2 separate regions of the Ovis aries genome follow, and region 2 is linked to region 1. A link is a contact called in public Hi-C data. All regions are on one chromosome and are shown on one strand. The core of a region is the stretch at or near the end of the contact, and the rest is flanking DNA. Distances in the headings are between cores, read along the strand shown.

Region 1 (2,700 bases), core at 180-2,679:
TAAGCTTTAAAGAGAAAAAGAAAAACTGCTTATCTAAGCAAAAGCTAGAAACAGATTTTTTTTTTTAAGTTCACAATTACATCATCATTTTAGTAAACGTGGGAGTAGAGACCTATCTGGAAACGCTGGAGAAACTTGTGCAAACACGATCCAGTGAAGGGTTACTGAAGCCGGGCAGACGGAGTTCGGAAAGCCTGTGTTCATCAACCCAGCCTGAAGCCATAGCAAAGCACCACCTGTGTATCCTCACGGCCCAGGTGATGCTCAAGGCTGGGGGCTGCTGACATTGTTCTTTAACCATAAGCGTCCCTCTGAGACTCCAGCCCACCTGTCTGCGAGGGAGAGCCGTCTTAAAACAAAGGAATCGTCACCGGGAAGGGGCTCATCAGTGAGTCAGTTTAGGGACAAGCTTCCCCTATTTGACGCACTTTCCTGCTGTGTTTGGGCAGCAGCTGCCTCCTGCCCAGCCTCCCCAGCTGTCATTGTCTCTGAATCTTCCCGCCCCGACGTCGACAGCTCTCTTCCCGGCCTCAGTTCTCGGCTAGACTCAGGGTATAACGTCAGCAGGTCTCCCAACTCATTCACTCAAGAACTGGGGGGTTTACTGGGTGACTCTGGGGCCTGAGGAGCACCGAGCCCTCAGGAGTGTGCCCGCACATGGCCCACAGGGAACAACACTCCCGACCTGACAAGAGTTTAACCGGCCGCTGCCTGCATGTCGCAACAGCTTTCGTGACAGACCGGTGGGCCACGCCAGGGGATGCCAAGCCCAGGCCGGCTCCGCCCCACGTCAGCCCGACATCCCGCGGGAATAGAGCTCTCGCGCCAGGGCCACCAGTCCGCACGCAACCTGCGAGTCTAGGGATTCGGGGCAGGCGCTTGAGCGCGGATCTTAACGGCACCAGTCAGCGGTTTGACCTTGAAGGCCGAGTACCGCCCTCCCCCCCTCCCCCTCCCTACCCCCCCAAAGCGATGTAGCCTTCAGCGCACACAGCTCCACCGGCGCCAGTCTGGGGCCCAAATTCCGCCTCGATAGCCCCTGGGCGCTTCACCCTCTTCCTGTAGCCAATCAGATCCCGACGTGATGCTAGCCAATGGCCGGGGTCAAAGCATCAAGGGTGGTTGAGCCTATCAAAGTTCAGCCTTAAGTTTCTCCCGCCCTCCAGAAAAGTCGGAGGGCGGGTTGATCTTACATGCTGGCCAATCAAATGGCCAATAAACAAGAAGCTTCCAAGATCAAAGGGGAAGGGGTGGGATCTAAGCGGTAGCAACGCCGCGGGGCGAAGAAATGACAGGCAAGTTCACTAATACCACAGACATATTTTTTTACGTAAACTAAGAGGCGGAGCTAACTTGGCGGCTGCACCAATGGCTGACTGAGGGGCGTGTCCTCGGGGCCAAGCGGGAGCCGGAGGCCCCCGGCTCTCTGGGCCGCGCCTGAGGCAGACGCGACGGGGTTGGGGGGCGGCGGCGGCAGTGGCGGCGGTGGCGAGGGTGGGCGCCGCAGCTGGCCCGGGTGGATGGAGTTGGAGGGGCGGGGTGCTGGCGGTGTGGCGGGGGGGCCGGCGGCTGGGCCGGGGCGGAGCCCCGGGGAGTCGGCGCTGCTGGACGGGTGGCTGCAGCGGGGCGTGGGCCGGGGGGCCAGCGGCGGGGAGGCCGGGGCCTGCAGGCCCCCTGTACGACAGGATCCGGACTCCGGCCCGGACTACGAGGCGCTGCCGGCTGGAACCACTGTCACCACGCACATGGTGGCGGGCGCCGTGGCAGGGATCCTGGAGCACTGCGTGATGTACCCCGTCGACTGCGTCAAGGTGAGACCTGGACCTGCTCCGAACCCGACCTGGGGCTGACCCGACCCCCTGGGTCATGCCTGGAGCCAGGATCCCAGCCGAGAGCCGGAGCCGACAGGGTTTCCTTTCTGGCTCCTACCACCACCCCACTATTCGACCGATACTCCGTGCAAGCAAGGTCCCAGCCGGGAATTGATCCCAGTCAGGAATCGGGACCCATTTCTAACCGTCAGTGAGATCTGAATCCGGACTCTGGGAAGGAAATCTGTCAGCCAAAACCCTGGATCCCATCTGGGACTAAACAGGAATAGGGTGGGATGGGAAAGGAACAGGTAAGTGCTACTAACTTCATTAAGGTAACGCTTATTGAAGACCCAGAACAGGATCTTAAAAGTTAGAGATGTTCCGATTGCTTTTACAAACTAATCTTGTGTGTTTACAAGTGACAGGGCAGGAACCAGAGTCTGGGATATCTCAGCTAGATGAAAGATTTACTTATTAAATCTTAATCAATGAGTGAGTGGAAATCTTTGTACAGTCAGAATTCAGAGTTCCTGACTGGAAATAGTATGAGAAAGACCAGGAAAAAGTTTCGGTTTCTCAGTGCAGCAGGCCTGATACCCCACCTATTTCCTGAACATGAAAATTTAGCTGGGATTGGGGTTGTGTGTGTGCAGGGAGCACATCACCCCTCCTAGGAGGGATGGACCTCATAGTGTATATCTTTAGCCACTTGAAGTTGACAAAAAGGGAAAAGTTGCCTATAAGGGAGGCATGACAGTATTGGAAAATAGATGTTAGTGTGAAGAAAGTAGATGTTAGTGTAAAGAAAATGAAACGGGACCAACCTGAGGGCATGATTCCTGGGAAAGTGAAAGTAATTTCATCCACACCAAGCAGGCTCTTGAGT
Region 2 (2,700 bases), core at 201-2,700, 36 kb before region 1:
AAAGTGAAAATTATATTTAAAATAATAACTTCCCAAGATAATGTCAAGTATAGTTTCTAAAAAGCTCATTGTTATATACAATAAATTTTAAAGATAAAAACTTCACAGAGGGAACAAGAAGTGCTATTTTTGCCATTCTTACTGAATATGCTTCAGTAAGCATACTCAAAGACGACACCAAAGAACACCCAAATATCCAAAGGCTTGCTGGTCTGGTGATGATGTTGAAGAATGGGCAGCAACACACTCTGCTGTTTGAAATGTACATTACTGGTAGAATCTTTCTAAAGGGTGATCTGGGACTAGTATCAAAATTGTTAATGTGTTTAAACCTGTGACCTAATAACTGTATTGTAAGACAGCTATTGCATGAAAGTCATCAGACAAGAATACAAAGGAGAAAAATACTGCAGCATTACTTGTAACAGTGAAAAACTGGAAATAATCTAACTGTATGTACATCAGTAGTGACTGGCTAAGTAATTTATGGTATATTCATACAATGTTATAGCATACAGATGTTAAAAAGAAATGAGGTCAATTTCTATCTACCTGTATTGACATGAAAAGAGTTCCAGTTCCAACAGGTTAGAAAACAGTATATATAATATTATCCCAATTTATGTTAATAAACAAAACGCTCTTCATGTATTTCACAGGATAGGACGGAACACTGGTTTTCTAAAATTCAATACTGCTTCTTTATTTAAAAAAAAATGTCTATGGCAAAATGTTGACAACTGCTCAAGCTGGGTGGTAAGTAAATGGGGAGTCACACACTGTTCCCTCTACTTCTATATATATTTGAAATTTCCCATAATTAAGTTTTTTTCCTTATCACTTTACAATTTTCTTATAATATCGCTTTGTAGTTCTTTAAAGCTATTTCTATTACAAAATAAAAAGGCAGTAGAATAAATTCTATTAGTTTAGGCCTTTGGCAAAGAAATAAAACATCCTGCTAATAAATCCAAAATACCGTACAGGTGATCCACCCCCATTTTGAATATTTCTCACAAATACGAATAAGTAACAAAGTATTAATTATATAAAACAGGTTCTTCCAGGGATTGTTACACTTATGTCAACAACTATAGCTACCTTAGAGGTTTCATAAGCCCAGGATAGATCTAGGTATTATTAAAAGAGGTGATCAAAACAGAAGTTAAAGGCAAGTTCTTTACAAATTCTTAAGATAAAATAAATATTAATATTCAGAGTTCCATGATGACAAAGAACATCTTAGACAAATGGGGTGGAGCTAATGGGGTGGTTTTGTTTAAATAGAAACTTCTCTGACTGAGGAAAGGATGGGCAGTGCCAGCAGATGGGGCAATCCTCTCCTTTGCTCCACTTTGCTCACAAAATGTGGCCAAATCTTTGCCCTGTTGGTTGGCTCTGCCTTTCTGACCTCTGAGTCAGCTTTTCCTCTGGCCCGCCAACCTCCTTCCTGGTTTGTGAGACCTCAGTCCGTTCACGGAACCCATGATATGGCACCACGTGTGTCATCCACACTCTCCCAAGGGTTTGCAAAATTCTGAATGGCGGTGGTGGCGGTGGTGTTTAGTTGCTCAGTTGTATCCAATTCTTTTGCAAGCCCATGGACTGCCAGGCTCCTCTGTCTATGGGAATTCCCAGGCAAGAATACTGCAGTGGGTTGCCATATCCTCCTCCAGGGGATTTCCCCAACCCAGGAATCAAACCCACATCTCCTGCATTGGTAGGTGAGTTCTTTACCCCTGAGCCACCTGGAAAATCACCTGGGAAGAATGATGTATTACTTTTGTCAAAAACAAAAATTCTAAACTGCATGTGTAGTATGAGAACGATTTTGTAGAAGTTACATATAGATGTACAGATAGAAAGGAATAGAACAAAATGAAACAGTTTTGATAAGACAGTAGAATAATGACTTTTTTGTTTTACTTTTAAAATTTAATGATGTGAAGTTCTACATCATAAATTTCAGTTTTAAAAATAAGTAAAAACAACAAAAAAATTAAAACCAAAATGTTTGTGAAAATAAGGAGCTAGAAGGCCTTTAACGATGACAAATGGCTTCTCAACAGTAAACCAGAGAGGAAACCAGTACGTCTGCACCTGAGCAGCAGGAGAGCAATGCACTGAAAGACGCACTGGCACAGACTGTACTGTGTGGCCTGTCTGGCACAGGCTGAATGGGGCCCTATACACATGACAGAGGTTTTCACTGCTGTTGGCCAAACATACAAAATGAAGTTCTGTGCAAAGGGAACTCCTAATTATCAAGGAAAAATATTTAAGCTAATAAAAAATACTGATGACTATGAGACTGTGGACATTCCAGAAGGATGGATGCTCAAGTTAAGGGGGCTCATTCCTACCTACCCCAAGACCACAGTAAGTGTAGAGGGGTCAGGGAGGTGTCAAAGGGGAGAAATCACAAACAAGGAGGGATCAGACCTAAGTATAGCCGCTGCCTCTTCCTTTTCCTCCTCCTCTAGGATTAGGTGACAAAAATGCCAAGCTAAATTGCCAAGGTCATGTGGAAAAAACTTACCTGACAAGTGATGAAAAACCTGGTCTCAAGCCATGGAGACCGAGCTTGCAGGCAGCACCAGCTGTCACCAGGAAGCCAGGCAAAGTTACAGAGAAAACTCAAATCTTACCAGAGCCCTCCTACTAGCCCCCAGATACCCAGTCCCTCAGGTGACCTTCCTA

The links. Hi-C and Micro-C count contacts between places; a contact is called where the count stands out from the background.
Region 2: a Hi-C map of liver shows a contact between it and region 1, with 2.2 times the contacts expected there. The contact joins the enhancer-like site here to the promoter of SLC25A28 in region 1. A contact is called at or near these places in 6 of 16 Hi-C or Micro-C datasets (blood, liver, mixed tissues and 1 more).

The regions. Positions count from the first base shown.
Region 1 is chr22:20,404,077-20,406,776 of ARS-UI_Ramb_v3.0, reverse strand. SLC25A28 (solute carrier family 25 member 28) reads left to right here and starts at 1,429. Exons shown (of 4, transcript XM_012103183.4): 1 at 1,429-1,811. The coding sequence starts at 1,521.
Region 2 is chr22:20,440,436-20,443,135 of ARS-UI_Ramb_v3.0, reverse strand. The region is part of intron 4 of ENTPD7 (ectonucleoside triphosphate diphosphohydrolase 7); the gene reads right to left. It also overlaps the pseudogene LOC132658453. Among named protein-coding and RNA genes, the nearest start is that of ENTPD7, 19 kb to the right of the region's middle. Within about 2 kb of position 1,450, at least 11 of the 54 cell types and tissues checked have an H3K27ac peak or open chromatin away from gene starts, as enhancers often do. A contact at or near this core is called in liver and tail adipose tissue, where this site is marked.